Regions from separate parts of the Gossypium hirsutum genome. Here region 2 is linked to region 1. A link is a contact called in public Hi-C data. All regions are on one chromosome and are shown on one strand. The core of a region is the stretch at or near the end of the contact, and the rest is flanking DNA. Distances in the headings are between cores, read along the strand shown.

Region 1 (5,389 bases), core at 1,907-4,406:
CATATATCATTTGGTAACTCAAATCATATAATGGCATCATCCATTTCACTTTAGAATTTGTTGATTTCATTGAACATAATCAATTTATGTTTATAATTCATTCTACAATTTCATTTTATTCCATTTCACATTTCACTTCCATTCTCATCATTTGCCATTTCAATATCAAAGGTTTCGTTTTTACCATTTATTCTCCTATTAACATGACTCGGACTCGAATGGATACACGGATCCAACCAACACACCAGTCTAGCACCCAATGCTTCATTGGATAAATCCAAAGCAAATAGTTGCGCCTAGTGCTATCAATGAATTTGACACTCAATGTCTCGTCGGTTAAACCGAAGCAAATTGGCACTCAATTCCTCATCTATTCGTAGTCGAAGTAACCCTAAACTCTTCCTATTCTATAGCATGCCAACTATATCGAACTCTGCCCGAACAGTTAATAGGGTATTCAATTCAAATTTCATTATCATTCAATATCTCAATTCACATCACTTTTCATCATGAATTCATTTATTCAAACATATGGCAGCATCAAATATCTCATTTTGTATTCAAATCCATATTTATATAAACATATGCATGTTTTTCACATATAATCAATTTAGTCCCTATAATCATCAACCAATTCAAATCATCTCAATTAAACAAGGAACCTTACATTCTTACCATGCATAACCAAATCAAAATGTAACAGTTACAAGTTAGTTCGGATTATAGAAACACAAATTGTAAACTCCGAGCTACTTGTTAATAACTTTATTTTTTTCTTTCTTTTTCGTGGAATCCAGGTCGATGTTAGCTACGAATTAAGACAAATATGATAAATTATCAATACATAGCCAAATTCACATTCAATTGCTAAATATACAAAATTTATATATTATTCAATTTAGTCCCTAAAACCAGGACTACCACAACTTTCACATTTAGCCCTCTAATTTAATGTCGAATTCACTAGAGGTCCTATAGGACTTCCTATTTCTCATTTGTACCAAAAAATTCACATTTTTTTTCATTTTAATCCCTATTGCAAAAAATCATCAATTGACTTTACAATTTAGTCTTTTTTTAATACTAAACTTAAAATCTATCAAGTTAGTCCCTAAAATCTCAACTATTCAACAATGGTAACATACTGTAACTTTAACAATACCAAAAATATGACATGAGTGAACTAGCTTGAACTATTGGAATTCCGAAAATATAAAAATTACAAGAAAATAACTAAATTAAACTAACCAAATTGAACTTTAAATATTAGAACCTTATGCCGTGGGATCTCCCCGTTGTTCTTTTTGTTTCGAAATGAAAAGAGAATTAAGAGAAATTGGTTTTCTCTTTCACCCAAATTTCATTTTATAATTTACTTTAACTTATATTTTATAAAATAAAATATCTATATAATTCTTTAACCAGCCATATGATTGTAATTTAGTGTATAATTTTTATTTTAACCCCTTTATTTAAGTTCTAATTATAATATTATATTTTTACCACTTATGCGATTTAGTCCCTGTACTTAAATTAAGTACTAATTCTATGAAATTACCTAATCAAAATTCAATTCACTGCAATTATAACTCTGTAAATATTTAATAAAAATATTTACAAGTTCGGTTTATAGAATCGAGGTTTCGAAAATACACTTTCCGGCACCATTAGCATTCGGATCGTTACACTGACAGAGCCTTAACTTGATTGACATGATAAAATTAAAGGCACCCATGTGTTAAAAAAAATTAAACTTTCATATAAAATTGTTTATTTTTTAGATGATTTAATTTTAAATATTCTATATAATATATAAAATATTTTAAAAGCTTAAATAAAAAGTTGGTCCCAAATTATAACATTTTTTCTATTTAAGTACTTTAATATTTTTACAAAAATTGCCCCAACCTGTTTCTTCGCTTACAAAAATTCTCTTAACCAATTATTTAATGACACATGATGTTTTTAATTAAATAAAAAAATAGTTTTAATATTAAATGCAAATAAATTAAATTAGAGAAAAAGTTAATTTTTTTTCTTTTACATTCTCTCTTTCATCTTCATTTATTTCGTACTTCAAAATTCAGAAATTATAAGGCCAACTTAGAAGGCACAAAAAATCTTCGGGATGAAACCCACCATCTGAGCACATGCAAGTAGCCACCGCATTGATTGGCTTTGAGCTATTTCAGAAGATGGCAACAGTTGGAGTTGAGAAACTCAACACCCAAATTTCATCTTTGATGACTCGGGAAGAAATCTTGAGTAAAGCTGTAGAGCAGATAGCTTTCAGGGGAAATGCTTATGCAATTATCCAAGGGAGAAACAAGTAAAGCGCTACTCAAATGCAGCTTGTACCATTGTTGCTTTGCGAAGCATGGCAAATGCAATGAGCGCTGAGAGGAAAGAGAAAATCACAACTAGGATCGAGAACGTGAACAAACATCCATTAACGACGAAGGAAATTTTAACGTTTTCACTGCAAGAGATTGAGGAAATGGCAATTTATGGTCTACAATGTCTAGGAGAATGGGTCTTTACCAATTTGTTAACAAGGAGCCTAGAAAGATCCTCACAAATTTGGTGATTAAAGAGTAACAAAGAAAAAAAAAGTTGATCTAAGTCCATGGAGAAGAAACACTTGCGGTAAGGAAGGTTTTCGGAATTAGATAGTTGATCAAACCGGTCAATCATCGATTTTTGATATGATTTATTTGTCTAATTTAATTAAAAAATAATAAAAATTAAAAAAAATTACATATTTAAAAGTAAAGTAAATTGGTGTAAATGATTCTTTTAACCTGATTTGTAGGTTTACGGGCCAATCAATTCAACTTTTTATTTTGAACTGACAGTCTAATTGGTTCGATTCTCAAAACAGTAATGAGAAGGAAATGTAAAAAAATTGAGTAGTAAATTTGATTTTTTATAATTCAATATAATTATATTTTTAAAATTAAAAGTATCATGTGTTAATTAAAAGAAATTTTTTAAGGGAGAAAAAATTGACACAATTTATGTAACAAAATCATTGTTTAGGTAAAATTTTTTAAGTTAGAGGGCAATTTTTTATTGAACCGTTCTCGAACCTTTAAAGATAATAAAAAAATAAAATAAAGAAGCTTATTTGTTTTTGATTTCTCAAATTATTCACTGGACGGGTTCTGTAAAGTGAGTGAGATGAGATTCTATCAAAAACATAAAAAATTGAGAGGAGACAGGGACACTATAGTTGGACAAAGTGCCAGCCTAATATTGCGAATTTCTAAGACATGACTCACTCCTCCAATTGTGGAAAAGCAAGAGAGAGAACTTAAGAAGCCTTCGGGAAAAGCCTAAATTTCTTCCATTTTTGTTGGTTTCTAGCCTGGAAAAGAAAAGTGTGAAATTTGATCCAATTCTTTTTCTTCTGGTCTTAAAAGATAAGAAACAGTTACTCATTGATAAAATCCCAAACCTCAGATTCTTTTCTTTGATGGTTTTCTGGTTTTCCTGAGACAGAAAAGAGAGGAAACAAACATGTTAGAAGGGAAAGCTTTGGTGGATGACTCAGATATGCCATTGAAGATGCAGATTGAAGCAATGTCTTTTGCTTCTCAAGCTCTTGACCTTTATGATGTCTTTGACTGCATTTCCATTGCTGGTTATATAAAAAAGGTTTAATTTTGGGGAATGGTTTCCCTCTGGTTTAAATCCATTATATGATAAGCTTCTGTTCTTATGATGGTAAATTTTGTGCCTTTTTGTTGGCAGGAGTTTGATAGCAAGTATGGGAATGGATGGCAATGTGTGGTGGGTTCAAATTTTGGGTGTTTTTTCTCTCATTCTAAAGGGACTTTCATTTACTTTACATTAGAGAGACTCAAGTTCCTTATCTTCAAAGTGGCTTCATCTTCAACCTCTCCTTAAAACCCAACGCCATGGTTTCAACTTCATGGTTTTGTTGCAGTCTTGGTACAGGCAACAGTTGAAGAAGAATGAAGGCTAAAAAAGTGCTCTCAAGTTCCTTTTCTGTTAACTTTTTTCCTTCTGTATGTCAAACTATATGTATATAATATGAGCTCTGGAAGAAGAGGAAAACATCACAAGAGGCTCACAATTATAATTGATGTCATGTTTATAATAAGAATCTGGATTATCCAAATCCGCAAGGTTCTTCTTTACTTTTCGACCTGAGATTAGTAGATAAACTGACTCTAGTAGGCTTTTGCTTTATTTGATTAATCAATTTAACTTCATTGACTCGATCGATTAGCTCAAATAAAGTCGATTAATTCGGTCGTGTTCAAGCAATTCATAAAATTCCAAGACTTGAGCTTTCGGTTGTGTTCAGGCATCATACATTACAGACAAAAGAACTGCATTAGAAAGGAAATCTTAACATCCCTCCAGATGCAGCCAGCCTAACCGACCAATTCATCTCCAGAAGCTGGAAAAGACAGTCTGAAGATTATTAGAGCAACAGCCCACCGTATTACACCACTACACGAAGATAATATAAATATCAAATATCTGTCTCGGACATAAACAATATCACATTAGCACTTCAATTACAAAGTAAAATGCCCACTGCACAGGCCCAAGGCTTCAACACAAGCCCATTTTACATCAATTTCCTCAAATATCCCATATATCTTATTCCATAATTTTTGCAAAATAGGATATTTCGGTAAATGCGTCACATGCTCCAGATTCACCACAAATTTACAGAAAGTTCAATCAAGGTGACTTTTCCAAGATGGAATAAATTTATTTAAATAGTGATATTTTTTCATTTTCTCTCTAAATATTATTGTTTTGAGATCATTTTGTTTTTTTTTTCTTTTTTCTTTTTTTTGGGGGGGGAGCTACCTCGAGGTCCGTAGACTTTTAATTTTTATAGATTTTGTGCTCTTTCGATGTACGAAATGCGCTTAAAAGAACTTTTATATTCATTCGGTGATTTATCCCAAACTATAAAACTTAAACTTTTATCCAGAGTAAAATGATTTTATTTAGACAACAAGATCACATAGTGGTGCTTTATCCTACTATTAAATTTTATTATTACTAAATTATGTTTAGATTATAGTAAAGTAAATGATAATTTTTTTTAAATTATTAATAACTTGATCATCGAACTATTGTAATTTATAATAATCTAAATTTTAATGCCTTTACGATCAAGTCGAAGATCACTTAAAAAATGAACCTTTTGTGTGCAATATCTCAAATGAATCATTTTAAAATTATGACGAAGTTGTTTGCCGTATTAATTGAAAGATGGAGGTCAGAGACATATTTTCCATTTTTCATTTGAAGAAGAAACAATAACATTGGAAGATTTAAGCTCTAATGGCACACTTTTCAATCAATGAAAAAGTTACAACGGGAGAAAGTGCAATTGTGT
Region 2 (5,389 bases), core at 1,993-4,492, 200 kb before region 1:
GTAATGGTATGGCCGATATATGAATAAGACCCAAGTAAATCTGTATCATAAGCACAGTTACAAGAAATTTTACATAGCATTCGAAAATATAGAACTATTAGGTAACTATTCATAAAGTAATCTTTGGTGATAACTGAGCAAAGTGATCTTTGGAGACAACTGAGAACTAGGTTACAGTGTCTCCATCAACAGGTGGCTTTGAAAGAACTACAAAGGGTTGTTATTTTTTGTTACCCTAATACCCAGCAAAAATTATCACATAAAAGCACTGCACGGGTATCCACATGGTTATGCGCAGGCACATATGAAAGGAGAGAGGAGGGAGGGGGAGAACAGTGAATTACCATGTGTATTACAAAATGCTCATCCAAACTTTCTCTAGGAAGACATCTCTGCAGTTTAAAAAAAAAAAAAACAGTAGTGAGAACTATACAAACTACAAAGAAAAGAAAGAAATTGTAGGCATCAAAGAAACTTGGTGTGTAATTGAATTTGATCCTCTCTTTATTTTCATTTTCACAATTAAAGATCCAAAGCTCCAAACTACAACACAAACTATTTGTCAATTCTAGGTTTTCCTCAATATGACCATATGACAATTAAGCTCAAAAGTGAACAATCAAATTCAATATTTATCAGCATTAATTTATATTATAAATTATCATATTTTAAACAAATAGAAACATCTCAGATGTTAAAGACAGAACATTTAGAAAAAGAAAAAGAAAAAAAAAAGTGGTCAGATTTAAAACCTCTTCCTTCAAAAAGCTTAATTCACAGCATTTTAACATTAGAGATTTCAGCTTAAGAGCAGAAGTCAAACCCTGACCATATTAACAAGAAGAACTGCATATATGCAAAGCAGTTAGGCTTTTGAAGTTTCTAGTAGATGAATTTAAGCACAAAAAAAGGCACCAAGAATCTCAATACCAAAAGCATTAGACAATAATATTAGAGATCCCAAGAAGCAAGCTAAAGCAAACAGTATCACTTACTGCTTTCACTGATGAAATAATAAAATCCCTCCCAGGCGGATTCAAAACATTAGATGGGAGTCTTATCCTATAGAAGTCATCACTTTCGAGCAGATTCTGCAAGAGCAGATGATTAAAACCCAAAGCATCATAAAATGGTAACTCACAAAGAACAGAGTACGTAAATTAGAAGTTTAGATAATGCGTGATTACTTTGAACTTCTCCTTCTCCACATCAGAGAAACTGTTCCTCGAAAACCGTAGCTTTGTAAGAGTCTGACAAAACTGGTCACATTAGATCCTACTAGAGCTCTTTGGAATGAAACATAGAAAATGACGAAATGTGAAAAAGAAAGTCACTTCAAGACTATAGAAACTTAAGTCATTCACAACTTTCAATCAACTATTATTATCTTCACCGGTTGTTGAGAAATGGAAGGTCATAGGAGCAATGAACTAATTATTTTATTATTCTACACAACAGATATATATCTGGTTAGTATCGTCAATAGAAGACGCCACCACTTACCTAAGCCTCTTATTAGTACTACTTATGTCATGATTTACATAATTAATTTTCTCAAATTTGAAGGCCTTTGGAAGTAGCAGGTTTTACATAGCCAAACTGTGAGAAAGAAATCAAAAACTAAAGAGCTTAAGCTTCAGTAAACTCCTCTCAGATCCTAATCATGCTTCCAACAACAGTCCAATATCCACTTTTAAGATTTAGAATGAAACCAAGTACTAGTTGTACCAGTTAGTGGCTTAATTTCAAAGAACTCAGCTGCCTTTTCTTAACAAGGATGCATACCAAATTTGCCACCATGCTAAGTCAAAGTTAAAATTTCTCAACCTCATCAATTGCACTAACTTTACCATCATGCTTTTAATTGGTTGAATTATGGGGAAAAATTATGAAGGAATTACGGAATATGTTGAGTACATATTTAACTAAGTTGTGAAGAAGCAGAAATTTAACATGTTAAATGTAGCAGAAATTCCACATTGTACAAAAACAAACACATTGTAATCGTTGACACATTGTTCTCTTAAATCTTTTCATTTATATTGCCAACTCATCAACAAAACAAAACACTAAGGATATGTTTAAACATGCACTGTTCTATTAAATTTTGTCCAAATATGAGTCAAGATTAAAGTGCAAATGTCAAAATTCAAGAAAATTGAGAAAAGTGATAAAATTAGGTTGACATATAATTCCTACAGTAGCCCAGCAGCATTCACCTCACAAGTTGACTCCATTTTCTTATAACTTTAACGACAAAGGCCATGTTTTCTTCTTGTCTTTTAATTCCCTAAGCAAAATGTGAAGAACTGCTCTTGGAGATGAAATTAAAAAGTATTATTGACTAACTAAAGATTAACGTTGTTATATTATTTCACTAACATTATAAATCATTTTACTTACAAAAACTTTCTGTTAGAATTCCCATCCTAATCATTAGTTTATTAATCACTTATGATTAAACATTTAGTAGCAAAATCGAAAACCAAACAAAGCCCAAGTATAATGCATAAGAAGATGTAAATAAAAGTGGAAGAAAAATCCCAGCTTTTAAGATATATATGAATCAGGGTGTGAATGGAAGTTTCAGCACTATTCATACACTACGAAAACGAAAATTTTGCTTTAAAAAAGATTTTTTTTTTTAAAGAAAGAAAAGGTTGGTAAACCTGGCCGCCGTGGCTCCATGTTTTGAGGCGGGCGGAGAAAGTGCCAGCGGGAGAGAAATCGGAGTCGCCAAAAGCGTGGTCAAGAGAGAACTGGATCTTAGAATCGGAATCTAGATCCGAATGCCTCTTTCGGGTCGGGGATGTGACTGGTGGGGATCGAGTGGGGATGGGTTCAGGGGAACGATGTTGCGGAGCCCCCTCGAGTCCGAACTCTTCGTCGTCAACAAGAAGCTCATCGGATTGGAACGCGCATGAAGGAAACGACAAAAACGAGAGTGTGAGGATGAAAGATACTATGACTTTGACCCACTTCATTGTTGCCCTCTGCTTTGTTTCCTCAAGCTGAAGAAGTTTCTGCCTTTAGTAATTAATAATACCTTTTGAGTTGATAAAATCAGGGGAAAGAGATAACAGGTCTCGGTTGACGCGTTGTTTGAATCGCTGCCGAGATCAGTTTTGCTGTGCTGAGATTAGAGATTGCATTTGAACAAGCAAGGAGATTACTAGGGTGCTTTTTGATAAAAACTATTTTTTAGGCTAATCCATCAATAATATAAATAAAAACACAAATTTGAAAAAGTAAATTGAATTAAAAAGGATATTTATTTTAATCATATTATTAAATTAATATTTAAAAATAAAAAATATTTAATTGATATTTAAAAATATTTAGAATTTAATTTAGAATTATTAGTTATACAACTATTTAAAAATAAGTTGAATAATTTTATTGACCCGAAAATAGAGTTATAAAAGTCTAAGCATACTCACTACCGATTAAGGTTAAAATTTTATTTTTTTTATTTTTTATAAGTAAATTTTTTTTATTTTCATATTTATTAGTTATTACTTGAATGGATGTTTAAGTATATAGATAGAGATTAATTTTATGTTTTAATTATCACTTAATTAAGGTTAGAGTTATGTCGAAACCATTTTTTCAAGTTTGAAAAATGGGGGATCGACTTTTAAAATGAAAATGGGAGTCGCCACCGACCTTTTATTATGGTGCGATCGGATCACCCAGAAAATAATTTTAGGTCTGCGAGTTTTGAGAAAACATGTTTGGGAGTCGGTTACGCACGAGGAAGGGTTAGCACCCTCGTGACGCCCAAAATTGGTACCGAATTGATTGTCTAATGTCTTAATGCCGAAATTTTGAAAAGATTTTAAAATACAATCCTTTGAAATGCAAGCTTAAATAATGGCATTGGTTGAATAGACGGACCTATTTCAAATCAATAAACCGCCACACTCAGTGAGTTAGAGTGCAACAGTTCAATCTTCAAAGCTAGATTCATCCCCTTTTTTAAAAAATCATGTGTTTTAAGAAGGACATTTGATTACTTAAGTCAATCGAGAAGTCAGAATCCAGTAAATTAGGGTTTCATCTCTTGAAATTCCTAAACGTCAAATATGGCCTTTATTTTAAAATCGAGATGACAAAATGTCATATCCAGTGAGTTAGGATCTAACATTTTGAAATCTTAATTAATTTTATTTAGAAATCACATGTTTTTTTTATTGCAAAAGAGATACTCGACTACCTAAATTCATTAGAAAAATTGAAGCCCAATAAGTTAGGACTCAATTCTCTCGCGAATTATGAAAGTTGAGCATTATAATATTTAAAAAGGGATTTTGGAGCTTAAACCATGTTAAACGCAAAATTTTAGCAAATGAAACACGGTGGAATAATGTACAATACTAAACGATAATTTGTAACCAAAATGCGTTCTAATGAACTACGAATAATTAGCAAATACAAACAAGCAATACAATACCCCTAAAAGCAATTCTCACATCATATATTATGTTAACATTCAAAAGCTAATGAATCTAAAGTCAATCAAAGCACCAAATAAATTATCACACATGAAATTGTACAAGCTTTTAAAATAACTTAAGACGTATGAAAGAAAGGAAATTATAATTCAAATAAATTTAAAAGAAATCATATATACATATATAAGAATTTGAAATTAATCAAAATTATAGTTAAAAATAAATATCAAATGAAATAACAGTATCCAAATAAAAAAATAAATATTATAATTAAAGAAAATAACATATATTTATTAATTTAAATAAATAATACTTGTAGAAACAAATAAAAAATAAAAAGTTCAAAATGGATAGTAATATATAACAATACATAAAAAATGAAATAAGTGAAATATAATAAAGTAGTTTTTAAAATGAAATAAATTACGTATGTATTAAAGTAAGTGGAAAAATACAACAATGTGAGATCAATAATATACTTTTATATATAAAATAAACATAATTTGATATAAATTATATATACATATGTATATAAAATAGTATTATATCATATAAAACAAATTAAGCAGTACTAATGATGAAATTTAAAACAATGTTAAGATTAAATACTAAAATAATACTATATTTAAAGATAAATATATCAAAAATAATTACTAATTAGATTTAAACTTAAAGTAATAAAAAACTAAATTAGAATTGAAACAAAGTTAAAAGAAGAACAAACAAAATTAAATAAAATAATGGAACAAAATTAAATTGAAGTAAAACGAAATTAAATAGGCATCAAACATAAATAAAAATAAAAGGATTAGCTTTGTATTCGGTTAAAAACTGAAGGAGTATATTACAATACGCGCGTAGAAGCAAGTATCTAAACAGTAAATAGCCCCGTCTTTCTATGCGCAGCGTTTCGAAAAGGACCAAAATAAAATAAT

Evidence for each region. Hi-C and Micro-C count contacts between places; a contact is called where the count stands out from the background.
Region 2: a Hi-C map of leaf shows a contact between it and region 1, with 2.3 times the contacts expected there. The contact joins the promoter of LOC107950643 here to the promoter of LOC107949596 in region 1. A contact is called at or near these places in 2 of 34 Hi-C or Micro-C datasets (both in leaf).

The regions. Positions count from the first base shown.
Region 1 is chrD03:15,064,021-15,069,409 of Gossypium_hirsutum_v2.1, reverse strand. It overlaps LOC107949596 (dynein light chain LC6, flagellar outer arm), which reads left to right and starts at 3,156. Exons shown (of 2, transcript XM_016884315.2): 1 at 3,156-3,657; 2 at 3,754-4,247. The coding sequence starts at 3,520. The coding sequence ends at 3,909.
Region 2 is chrD03:15,263,395-15,268,783 of Gossypium_hirsutum_v2.1, reverse strand. It overlaps LOC107950643 (ER membrane protein complex subunit 10), which reads right to left and starts at 3,242. Exons shown (of 8, transcript XM_016885528.2): 1 at 2,670-3,242; 2 at 1,188-1,250; 3 at 996-1,091; 4 at 345-392. The coding sequence starts at 2,984.